2 separate regions of the Ovis aries genome follow, and region 2 is linked to region 1. A link is a contact called in public Hi-C data. All regions are on one chromosome and are shown on one strand. The core of a region is the stretch at or near the end of the contact, and the rest is flanking DNA. Distances in the headings are between cores, read along the strand shown. Region 1 overlaps RPF2 (ribosome production factor 2 homolog). Region 2 has its middle 27 kb from the start of SLC22A16.

Region 1 (5,949 bases), core at 2,318-4,817:
ATAACTACACTGTATACTGGAATTTAAGAAAGTGACCTGTGAACACATAGAAAGGGATGTTGTCATTAGATAAAACATTAGGAATAAGTATTGTTCACTAAGAAGCAGTCACTTATAAAACAACCTTAGGAGGTTTTTTGTTTTTGTTTTTAAATGGAAAAGGGAGGAAGGAAAATTGGTGGAGGTCAAGAAAGCAAATTATATAGGGTTACAGTGTGAAGTGCCTTGTATATCTCACTATGAGAAACTAACAGAGGTTTTTGAATTGGGAGTAGATGATGTATAATAATCTTTAAAATAGAACTTTTCAATTTTCTAAATTTAATAATACCAATAATGATAGGAGATGGGTGCAAGAAAGTAGTAAAGTATAAAATGCCATATAAATAGGTTGGTACCGAAGTTACCACAATAGCAGAAAGAAATAATGATCTATAGAGTATAATATCCCTTTAACTCTCTCTGTCTAGTGGGGAATAAACTAAATAATCAAAAGGAAAAAGAGAGATCAAAAGAAAAAAGCTGTTTATCCAGAGTGAAGCTGCAAACTGCCACCACCAATGACAACTCTTAGAATGCCTACTTGAGCTATCCTGCAGATAAGAATTGAAATACTCACCAATAAGAAGACTTTTTAGTCTTCTGTAGTCTTCTGTTACATCAAAATCATCACCTGCAAATATTAACATGGGTTTTGTTCCCTCAGGACATTTACTATTCTAGGAAATAAAAAAATGTAATTATATAATTATCAAGTCTGAACTGTTTATATGCTGATTTTCAAGTAGTCAATATTTATAGCAACCGATTTTCATATTTTCTTAACTGTCCTAAAACTATATCTATGAATACTGATTTTACTTATCGTTCTTGGCCCCACTGCAAGGCATGTGGGATCTTAGTTCCCCAATCAAGAACTGAACCTGTGACCCCTGCACTGGAAGCACAGCCTTAACTACCAGAATGCCAGGAAGTCCCTATGAATACTGATTTTACTTAAAACTAGAGTGGGGATTTTTTCATTTATACATTTTTTTATACTAAAAAATTTTTTTTTCATTCTACTTTCTTAGTATCAATAAGTGATTAAAGAATGAGGTAAGCTACTTTCTATGCAAAGAATAAAATAAAAAGCTAAGCTGGAAAACAAACACATCCCTCTAATGGCCAACATTCCAGAGCTGAAATAAATTTAATTTCTTTGAATTATCTGTAACAATGTGCTTTTCCTACTGTGTCATTTGTAGTATTTTAAAATGTCATTTGTAGTATTTTAAAATAAAAACTAAATAAACTACCAGCTAAACATTCACATGGGAAGCAATATGTTATACAAGCTACAGAAAATATGGGCAGTCCTCACTCAACAGAATCAAAGCTCTTACTACAAAAAGTGTTTTGTCTAGTTCTGGCTTTTCTTTTTCTTTTCTGTTTTTTGGTTGCACTGCATGGTTTGTGGGATCTTAGTTTCCAAACCTAGGACTGAACCCAGGGCCCTCGGCAGTGAAAGCTCAGAGTCCTAAGTGAACCTCCAGAAATCTCTCTAATTCGAGATTTTTAATACCAAAAGGAATTGTGAATTTTTGTTTTACCAAAGTGAAAAAGAAACAAAGAGAAAAAATTCTTTAACTAAAGGATTAATTTAGGGAAGAAAAATGATTGTTGGTCTGAGCTTTCCATTGATTCTAATATCTCTAATATCTCTCTGACACTAATCAAGGATTTTCCAAATTGGGGGATGAGGGGGTGATAAGACAACAAACAAACAAACAAACATCCTCTGCCGCTGGCCCAGAGGTCATTTGTTGCCTCCCTGGTCACCATGACCACTCTTGTTGACATTCTATGCTTTCAACCTGAACCTACTACCTGTCTACTTAGGAGATGGGCTAAGTCTGATTGAGGGCCTGAATAGACCTTCCAGACCCACTGACTCTTCCGTGTTAATCTGTGCCTGAAAAATTAGTCAAAGTTAAGTTGCTCTGTCATGTCCGACTCTTTGCGACCCTGTGGACTGTAGCCCACCAGGCTTCTCCATCCATGGGATTCTCCAGGCAAGAACACTGGAGTGGGTTGCCATTTCCTTCTCCAGGGGATCTTCCCGACCCAGGGATCAAACTCAGGTCTCCTGCATTGCAGGCAGACGCTTTAACTTCTGAGCCGCCAGGGAAGCCCTAACTAACCTTAAATTTTAAATAATCTCATTCCTTAGACTTATTCTATGCAGAATAACCACCCCTAGAATTTTGATCATCTTAGAAAACAAGTTTCTAGATTAATCACTCTATTTCCTGGTAGTGTCTAATCACTTGTTGCTTAAGTATTAACAAAAGGATGAAGCTTGGCAATAAAAGTGGGCAAGTCAGAAAAGAAATGCCTGGTAGAGATGTCTTTAAAATGAGGAGGTAGAAATAAGGAGGAAATAAATCTGGAGAGAAAGTGCAACAAGACACACAACTTCAAAACAAACCAAAAATATAAGCTTGTATAATAACCAAATAACAGGTCATAGTGAAAGGGACTGGTTAATAGCCTATGTAGGGATTGCCAATGTAAGCACATTCTCATCAGTTAATGAATTTTATAGTTATGGATATGTTCCATGAGTGAAAATTTAGTACTCAATTTAAACAGCTCTTGTTAAGAACAAGCCTGCCAAACACTAATGATTTTGTGGTCCAGTTTAGAAGCTGCACAGTGACAGGGTATGTCTTTGCTCTGGAAGGGAAGTACAAAGAGCAGAGGGGTTGGCGTGTAGCCATCGGCCAGCACTCACGTCCACTGGCAGGTGGCCACACTAGCAGCAGCGGCACCGCTCATCTCCAGAGGTTCATACACAGCCCCAAAGAGGACCCGTAACACACTGTGATAACATGACGGCATCCACAACAAGGCATCACAGTTTACATAGTTTTCAAAATACCTTTCAACATATTATTTTCACTGATAAACATTTTCACATATATTATCTCATCTGACATTGTTACACCTATTTAACACTGGACTGCCAATTGTGGGCCAGGGAAATAACTGACTTGTCAGGTCACAAATGTCACCTGAATGACCAGCAAAGGCCTCAAACTCAAGTGTTCTGTCTCTAAATCCAGTCTCACTGTTCTACCCTGTACCTGAGGAGGCTCATGTAGCTGATTAAGTGGGGATCTAATAAAAGCTCTTTTTCAAATCTACAGGAAATCTAGACAGCATGTCCTCTTCTTAGAGGAGGCTGGGAAAAGGAGTGATTATGTATTTGCTATAATTCTTTCAACTATACCAAGATCCTCAAAGATCCATAAACTGAGAACAATTACATAACCTTCCATTAAAGACTTCAATATCCTTTCTTTCAAAATTCTTGAGTCCTAATGCTCCCCAGCCTTTTGGCTAAGATCAAGTATAGTACCAAAGTCCTTGAGTCCTAATCTTAGTTGTACCATTTATTATATGTATGACCCTAGGTCATCAACGGAATTCCTTTGGGCCTCTGTCACCAAATCTATACAACAGGGAAAATAATTTTGGCCTTAGAGGGCAGCTAAGAGGTCACAGTGAAATGTTGTGTTTGCTGGACAAGATCAAGCCAGAAGCAGAGGTCAGAGGGAGCAGAAGCCAAATTTGGATCCAGGAGCTGCATTAGGACAGTTTTTTGCCTTTCTAAAACTATTTACTACTTTCTATTTCATAATCCCAAACAAAGGAGACACAAAGGTGCCGGTCCTCAAGGGGAGAAGTGAGCTAGCAATTTGATGGCTAGCAGCCAAAATACTCTAGGATCACCCAGAGCTTCCTAGGCAAGCTTCCCTTCTTAGAAAAGGGTTCACTTTGAAAATTGTGAAATTTCTGAGGTTAAGGACAGCACTTCTACTAAGAGCCTAAGGGAGAGTTAGTAACAACTCTGAATTCTAACTGCCTACATATGTGTTATACACTGTAAATATCTTCTTTTTGAAGATAAAATGAAATTGTGCTTTTTAGTTTTTCGAGCACACTAGCATAAAAACCAAGTTCTTTCTCATTTAAGCTACAAAACTGTATCCTTACTCTTCACCACAAGATGTCACTATTGCCCAAGAGCAACATAAAACGCTTATTTAAAAAAAATCAATTATCTTACCTTAATATCTTTAAGGGAGACAAACTTCTCAATACCTAATTCAATCATATCCAGCACATGGTAGTCATACATACGACCTAGAAAAAAAACACATTCTCTTTTAATCATTTATTTTTCCAAAAGAGCTGCCTTATATTCATCTACTTATCTGTTTCTTTTTTTTGTCCTTTAATCTCCCAGACATGTTCCTTCTTTCTTAAATTTTCAACTCCACCTAGAATGAACTGTTACAACCTTGGTCCTGGAAAGGATCTTAAAAGATCACCTAGCCAAACTTCCTTATTTTACAGAAGAGCAAATAAAAGTCCATGGAGGGTAATGAGCTTGCCATTGAGTCACTGACTATGTCAACCCAAGTCTCAATACAGAGCAAGGGTTTATTTTCAAATATGTTTATTACACAGGTATTTATTAGGAAAGGGTCACTTTATGTGAGTATGATACTTTTTTTTTTCTAACTCTAATGCTGATTTTAGGATATATGTTTTATAGTCATAAAACCTCTGCAACTTGATTGAAGGTGATATTAACATGCCCATCCTTTACCTACAGACTGGTAGATAAATAAAAAACTAGCTTAGTGTTTACTGGTTACTCCTGAATACCATCAATATGAGCCACAGAACTGACTCTATAAAATGAAAGTTTTAAAAAGTAAATGACATTTACCTATTACTAGATTATTTGGCCGCTTCTTATTATGGGAGCCAAACATGAATAAAGAACAATCTGACTTCTTTGAAAAAAATTCCTGTAAAACCAAAGAAATTCCATTAAATCAATGGATAAATATAAGAACTTTAAGAATTGTACTTCTCTGAAATAAAAGGTACTCAAACTGGAAGGGAAGGGGCAAAACTGTCATTATAAGCAGAAGACATGCTACTAAACACAGAAAATCCTAGAGTCCACACAAAAACTATTAGAACTGATCAATGAATTCAGCAAAGTAGCAGGATACAAGATCAACATACAGAAACATGCTGCATTTCTTTATACTAACAAGGAAATACCAGAAAGGGAAAGTAAAAGAAAAAAAAAAAAATCCCTTTTTTATCACATAAAAAAAACCAACAACAACTTAGGAACAAACCTGCCCAAGCAAGTGAAAGACTTAAACGCTGAGAACCATTAAGACAGTGACAAGGGAAACTGAAGATGATTTAAAGAAACGAAAAGACATCCCATACTCTGGATTGGAGGAATTAATATCGTCAAAATGGCCATATTATCCAAAGTAATCTACAGATTTAATGTGATCCCTATCAAATTATCCACGATATTTTTCACAGAACCAAAACAAATAATCCTAAAATTTATATGGGACCTATATATAAAATATAGGTCCCTATATGGGACCTAAAGATCCAGAACTGCCAAAGCAATCCTAAAGAAAGAGAATAAATAAAGCAAGAGGCATAACCCTCCCACATTCCAGACAATACTAAAAAGCTACAGTAATCAAAACAGCATGGTAGCGGCACAAAAGCAGACTATGCATCAGTGGAACAGAAGACAGAGCCCAGAAATAAAGCCATACACCCACGGTCAATAATCTTCAACAAAGGAGGCAAAAATACACAAGGGAGACAAGACCGTCTCTTTAGCAAGTGGAGCTAGGAAAGCCAGACAGCTGATGTAAATCAATGAAGTTAGAACACACCTCACATAAAATAAACTCAAAATGGCTTAAAGACTCAAATAAAAGCAAAAATAAATAAGATCTAATCAAACTTACAAGCTTCTGCACAACAAAGGAAACCATAAACAAAATGAAAAAAGACAACCTGTAGAATGGGAGAAAATATCTGCAAACAATGAGGCCAATAAGGGAT
Region 2 (6,535 bases), core at 3,386-5,885, 370 kb after region 1:
AATTGGTCTTTTCTTAAAAGACCAATATTTATGCTGAAATGTCTTCACAGATTGGGGCACATTTTTATTAAAACAAATTAATACACCACAGATGTAGTACATATACGTATGTACCCTGATTTGGGCCAGTATTATGTTCTATAAGCATGTAGCACAGATCCAAGGAAAAAATTCTGAACTAGTAATTTACTTGAGTTTTTAAAACTTGCTGATGGGGGAAATAATGAAAATAGTAGCAACAGAAATGTAGATAGTAAAGGTAGCATTTGGTCAGTGGAGGAAAAAAATGCATTAGTCAGTAGATGGGCTTGAGACAATTGGCAGTCATTTGGAAGAATGTAGTATCCCTAACCTCACTCTTCATTACCAATAAAGATTTCCAGTAAAGTTTTATATATGAGTAAAATCATAAACCAACCAGCAAAGCTTAAGATGCCAGAAGGAAACATGTATGTAAGTATGTGTGTGTCTTTTTGCATGAACACATACATATAATCATGATCAAAATTTTGCAGCACCCAAGAATGTTAGGTGAAAAATAAACATCTCCTTTCTGACCTAAACCCCATGTTCTATTTCTCAGGAGAAACCAATCTGTCAGTTTCTTGTGTAAATATTCTGTATATGTTTAGGCAGACGTATTCGGGCTTCCCTGAGGGCTCAGCGGTAAAGACTCTGCCTGCAATGCAGGAGACACAGGAGATGTGGGTTTCATCCCTGGGTCGGGAAGATCCCCTAGAGGAGAAAATGGCAACCCACTTCTGCATTCTTGCCTGAAATATCCCATGGACAGAGGAGCCTGGTGGACTGCAGTCTAAAAGGATCTCAAAGAGTCAGACATGGCTGAGCGCATACATGTATACCTTTTATTAAAAGACATTCATATTAGACAAAAAGAATCCTATCCACTTTTTCACATTATATCTTGAACTTCTATTTAGTACATATTGTTCTACTTATTCATTATTAATGACTGCCTAATATTCCCTTGACTAGATGCACCATAACTTATTTAAGTCCTTTCCTAAATTGCTTTTTTCTCATAGCAAAATGTTTTCAAGGTCTCTCCATATCTCCTACATTAATCTAATTCACTTCCCTCCTGTTGCATAGTTTTCCACAGCAGGAATATGACACAGTTTACCCACTGACAGGTTGCTTCCAATTTTTCTCTGTAACAAACAATAGAATTTCTAGTCCATGTCCTCGTGTGAGAGTTTCTCGAGGGCAGCAGTCCTCGTATTTTCAAAAGATCACACTGGCTGTTGTGCTAAGAACAGACTTGGGTCTAAAAGCAGGGAGACTGGTTGGGAGGCCACTGTGATAGTCCAGATGAGTGGTTAAGTGGCTTAGTGCCACCAAGAATGGTGAATGGTGGTGACAAGTGTTTGGAATGAGGTACACTTTGGAGGTAAAGGTAACATGACCTGCTGATGTTCAGACATAGAATATGAGAGGAAAAGAAAAGTCAACTAAACAACTAAGAGATTAAAGGTATCATTCACTAAGATACTGATCACTGGGGGATGAGCAGCTTTAGGGAGAAGATCAGTATTACAAAATCTGTTTCGGAAATATTAAGGTGGTCCATCAGACTTCCCAGTGGAGATGTCAAGAAGTTGGAGTTCAGGTAAAAGCTCGGCACCAGAGATACTGACTCGTGAGTCGTCAGTGTGTGGATGCAATTCATAAGGATGATATCTAAAACCAAGATAGCAAGACAGAGTGAGTGCAGACAGAGAGGAGGTTCGTGGCTCTTCTTAGAGCTTTCCAGTATTAGAAACTGGAAAGAGGAACAAGATCTAGAGAAGGATACATGAAGGAACAGTCATCAAGACGGGAGGCGACCTGGTTTCCAGTTCGATAAATGCTGCTAGTAATGATCCAGTAATATCAAGACTTGACAATTGCCTATAGGATTGACACAGAGGAGCTCACTGAAGTGGGCAAAAGCTTGACAGGATTGGTATCAAGAGAGAAAGGGAGAAGAACTGAAGACTCCTGGAGGAATTTTTCCTTAAAAGGGAGCAGGGGAAAAAAGGGACATTAGCCTGAAGGGATGTGAGACCAAGTGAGGATGCTAAAATCAAGATATCACAACTTCTTATAAAAAGCAGACAGGAGATCCCAAGTAGAGAAGGAGATGGGTACCTCCCACACACACTGCCAGGCTGCCCAAGTTAGAAAAGTTTGTCCTTCACGTGGTGGAAAAGCAGAGTATGTGGGATAAATGAATAAAAGGAGAGAGATTATATGTGGTGCAGGGAGTGAACATTCTCTATTAATTTTTCTCTGTTATGGTCTCAGTGCAATAAGAATATCGAGTCAGCTGAGACTGAGGCTGGTTGCTTGAAGACAGTCACCCAAGAGGAGAGTGAGAAGTGTTGCCTGCAACAGAGGGCAGCTGGTCAAACTGTGCCATTAAAGATAAGGGAATCTGCAAGTCAAGACCATCATGCCTACCAGCCAGGCCAGGCAGGCTGGTATGGCATCTTAGGAAACGAAAGAAGTTTAAGGCCAGCTGAGTGGGAAGGGGTTGGGGTGGCTTTACTGAGCAACTCAGCTACCTTCTGTGGTACACATTTCCTCAACAAACACTGACGGAGAGCCCACATCAGACCAGGAGGTCAAGACAGACCCCTTATGGATCATACGGCCTATGAGGTATACTTTTCTGTAAGAATAGGTCTCAGTTTTACCCTTGCTCTAAAAGGGAGATAATGCGATAGTCTCAGGTACCTGGTGGGGGTAGGTGGAGGGAAGCGAGGCTGTGAGAACTGATGAGTTCATGTGCAGGGGGATGGGAGGCAGCATGCATTTTACAACTTGGAACAGACTTCCTCCTTAGGCTCCACTATCTTTTTTATCAAAGTTATGCAGCCATCAACTTGCTGGTGCGGTCTTCAACAGGTGTCTTAATTTACGGGCAAAGTGCATCCTGGATGAGGTGCTCTTTGAGGCCCCGACAACAGTGCCATGATTCTGCCATGGAACCTATTTTTCCATTATGAGCAGCAACTAGGGAAAGTGTTTTGAGAAACTGCTGAAATGAAAACCCACCCCAAATAGTAACTGTTTTTGTATGCTTCTCAATTTGAGGAAGGAGACAAATGAGCTCCAGTTAGACAATTTGCCTCCTGTTTATGTTTTGAGACAAAGATTACAACAGGAATATGACAAGCAGCTTGAGTTTGTCACCTCTAGATGCTTCAAGATAACAAAACTAGCAGGAACAGAGAGGGGTAAGCCCAGTATTGGGAAAAGATAGAGAGTCCACCTATTTCTCATCCTCAGGGTCAAGGAGACCTCCCAGACTATATAGGCACAGGGGGGTTCCTCAGGGGAGGGAACATTAGGCTATCAGATGTTTTGTTAACCTCCCAGACACCCTCACACTGGAACCCATCTTGGCTAAAAGATGAACATGCACACGGGGAGGGCCCTTAGTCAGAACAAATATGGACCCGGAGCCAGACAGACAGAGCAAGATGACTGGCTGGAGGAACCCCGGAAAACTGTCTCCATTTAAGTGATTTAAGTCCCCCCAAAGGTGCGACTCTCTGAGACCGCCCAGGTGCCTATCTGCATGTATCTTTCTCAGATAAACACTTTATCTGTTTCTATGTTCCATCTCTTAGCTAAAAAAAAAAATTTTTTTAAGAGAAGACAAGGGCTCTGCTTCTAGCCACCAGCAGCTAGAATTTGGCATTCTCCCCGTCACAAGTCTGGCTCTGCTTCCCACTCAGGGAGCTGAGATCCTGTTTCAAACTGCCACACACAATGCCCACCCCCAAGATCAAAGTCATCCTGCCTCCTTCCTCCTTTATGGTTCCAGGTAAATCCTGGAAGGTCATCACTGAATGAACCACAACTGTAAAGGATACACTAAAGCTTAGTGGGCTTGGCCTTTTCAGCTTTTTAGGTGGCAAAAACAAAAGACTGCATTGGATTCTGCTCTAAAGCAATTCAATTCCAAATGCAGCTATTCTGGGGGCTTCTTTCTGTCTCATTCCCACCAGAACCACACTGACCTCACACACTTTGAAAATGACCGTTTGTTTCTCTACGCTACAGACAGAATTTTCTATTTCAGATCTATTATTGCTTTCCCATGGCACATTTACGCCTCAAAGCTACATTACCGAATGCTTATCGCAAGCTAGGGTTTCTGCTTACTTCTTTGAAATGCCCTTTCTTAATGGATTTTAAGTAAACACAGCTTTTAGTTAATTAAGCCTTTCCCTACCATTTTTTCATCTTTACACAGATTATTTCCTGATTCCACTGTAAACAAAGCAGTACTAGGTAATGATTAATTTTAGGCAACCACATCAAAGGAGCCATGTAACCTTTTCCCACTAAGGGCTAATTATTAAACACTTGTTAAAAGCAGTAACAATCTTTTTGTTGTATTCCGACATAACAAATTTTTTTTTTCCCCATATCCTTCTATGGCTCAATTATATTCATCACACAGTGCTAGAAGTTAAGAAATGACTCTAAGTTCCTTCTGCTAATGGAGGTGTAAAAATGTTACCAGCCATATCGGTACAAGGGGTGTTGCAGCCCTCAGGCAGCTCCTGCGGCTCGGACAGTGAGCCATGAGGGAACTGACCATGGAGACAAACGGGCTGTCTATTGCCAAGCCCTCAGCCACTGAAGCCACCCCCCAGCGGTGCACCCTGCAGGCACACAGGATGGGAAAGAACAGGATACTGGCCTGGAAAGCTAAAGTGTCAATCAAAGCAATGATTTCAGTGAACCCAGACTCTTACATCTTTTCATACATTAAAAAAATACCAAATTCATTAACTTGAGCTATCTTGGTTTTCTTTAATTAACAGTAATATTTTGATGTACTGACTACTTGGTCTTTGTTGCAAAAACTCCTATACACCCTGGCTTCTCCCTTACCTCTTTGGTGCAGTCCCTCAGAGCTATCTTCAGAGGTTACCTCCTGGGCTTGAAGTCCTCAGAAAGTCTGTCTCATAAAATACAATTCTAAACTTTTAGGCTGTGCAATTTTTTTTTTTTTTCAGTCGACAGAGGGAATGTCTGTGTGACCACACAAACCACTCTATATTTTGCAAGCTGGGATAAACCCTTGAGCGATTTTCTTCCTCAGCTGAGGTCCACCTATCCTTAAAGCTTATTATGAGCTTTTCTTATATCTCTGTATAAATCAGGATTCTATGTCCCCAATAATTCAAAGTAGCTTAAATAATAAAGAGAAATATCAGGTTATATAACAGAAGAGTCCAGAGATAGTTGGCTTCAGATAAGGTTTGGTCCCACAAACAATGTCATGAGGAGAAAAGGATTTTAGAGAGTGTCAGAACATTCAGGGGGAAAAAAAAGTTTAGTTTGCAGATTTCATGAGTTTTTTTTTTTTTTTTAATTAGTCAGCTTTTTGAAAATTATAAGGTATTGTGACTTCTTTTCTTACTCTAAATATTAGAATTTTGTATTTGTAACCTTTGTCCTCTAAAGTGGTTTCTGCAAACTGTATAAACTTCAAGCTTCACAAAACTTGAATCTGGCCTTCTTGAAGAGAGGGCAGAAGATTGCTTTCAGAAGAAAAACTTTTATTAAAATGAAGGTGAAAGGACATTTAATGACAAAAACATGATCATTGAAGTTTTAAATCCGTTTTCAATTTTCTTTTTCTCTTCTTTAAAAAAGTTTTTGGCTGCACTGAGCAGCGTGTGGGATCTTAGTTCCCTGACCAGGGATGGAACTGCACACCCTGAAGTGGAAGGTGGAGTCTTAACCACTGGGTTGCCAGGGAAGTCCTTGTTTTCAACTTACTTAGCTTTCAGTTCTGCCTGTGTGAGTCTGATAAATGTTTTTACTGGTAATGAAGCTATTTAAAAGCAGGGACTATGTTTTAAGACCTTGTCTGGCTGTGCCTCCAGTGATCAGTGAACTAATCTGTATGTAAAAACATATTGGCTTGCCATTTCCTTCTCCAGTGGACCACGCTTTCTCAGAACTCTCCACCATGAACCGTCTGTCGTGGGTGGCCCTACAAGGCATGGCTCCTAGTTTTATTGAGTTAGATAAGGCCGTGATCCATGTGATTAGTTTGGTTAGTTTTCTGTGATTGTGGTTTTCATCCTGTCATCTGAGTGCCAAAGAATTGATGCTTTTGAACTGTGGTGTTGGGAAAGACTCTTGACAGTCCCTTGGACTGCAAGGAGATCCAACCAGTCCATCCTAAAGGAAATCAGTCCTGGGTGTTCTTTGGAAGGACTGGTGTTGAAGCTGAAACTCCAATACTTTGGTCACCTGATGCAAAGAGCTGACTCATTGGAAAAGACCCTGATGCTGGGAAAGGCTGAAAGCAGGAGAAGAGGATGACAGTGTCTGAGATGGTTGGATGGCATCACCGACTCAATGGACATGAGTTTGAGCAGGCTCTGGGAGATGGTGATGGACAGGGAAGCCTGGCATGCTGCAGTCCATGGGGTTGCAAAGTGTTGGACATGACTGAGTGACTGAACAACAACAAAAACATTGACTTGCTAATGTTTCT

The links. A called contact is a pair of places that touch in the nucleus more often than the background predicts.
Region 2: a contact with region 1 is called in a Hi-C map of liver, with 4 times the contacts expected there. The contact joins two enhancer-like sites. A contact is called at or near these places in 7 of 16 Hi-C or Micro-C datasets (blood, liver, muscle and 1 more).

The regions. Positions count from the first base shown.
Region 1 is chr8:26,660,919-26,666,867 of ARS-UI_Ramb_v3.0, forward strand. RPF2 (ribosome production factor 2 homolog) reads right to left here. Exons shown (of 10, transcript XM_004011200.5): 5 at 4,784-4,865; 6 at 4,115-4,191; 7 at 620-719. Among named protein-coding and RNA genes, the nearest start is that of RPF2, 16 kb to the right of the region's middle. Within about 2 kb of position 3,568, at least 4 of the 54 cell types and tissues checked have an H3K27ac peak or open chromatin away from gene starts, as enhancers often do. A contact at or near this core is called in liver, where this site is marked.
Region 2 is chr8:27,028,451-27,034,985 of ARS-UI_Ramb_v3.0, forward strand. No RefSeq gene overlaps it. Among named protein-coding and RNA genes, the nearest start is that of SLC22A16, 27 kb to the right of the region's middle. Within about 2 kb of position 4,636, at least 3 of the 54 cell types and tissues checked have an H3K27ac peak or open chromatin away from gene starts, as enhancers often do. A contact at or near this core is called in liver, where this site is marked.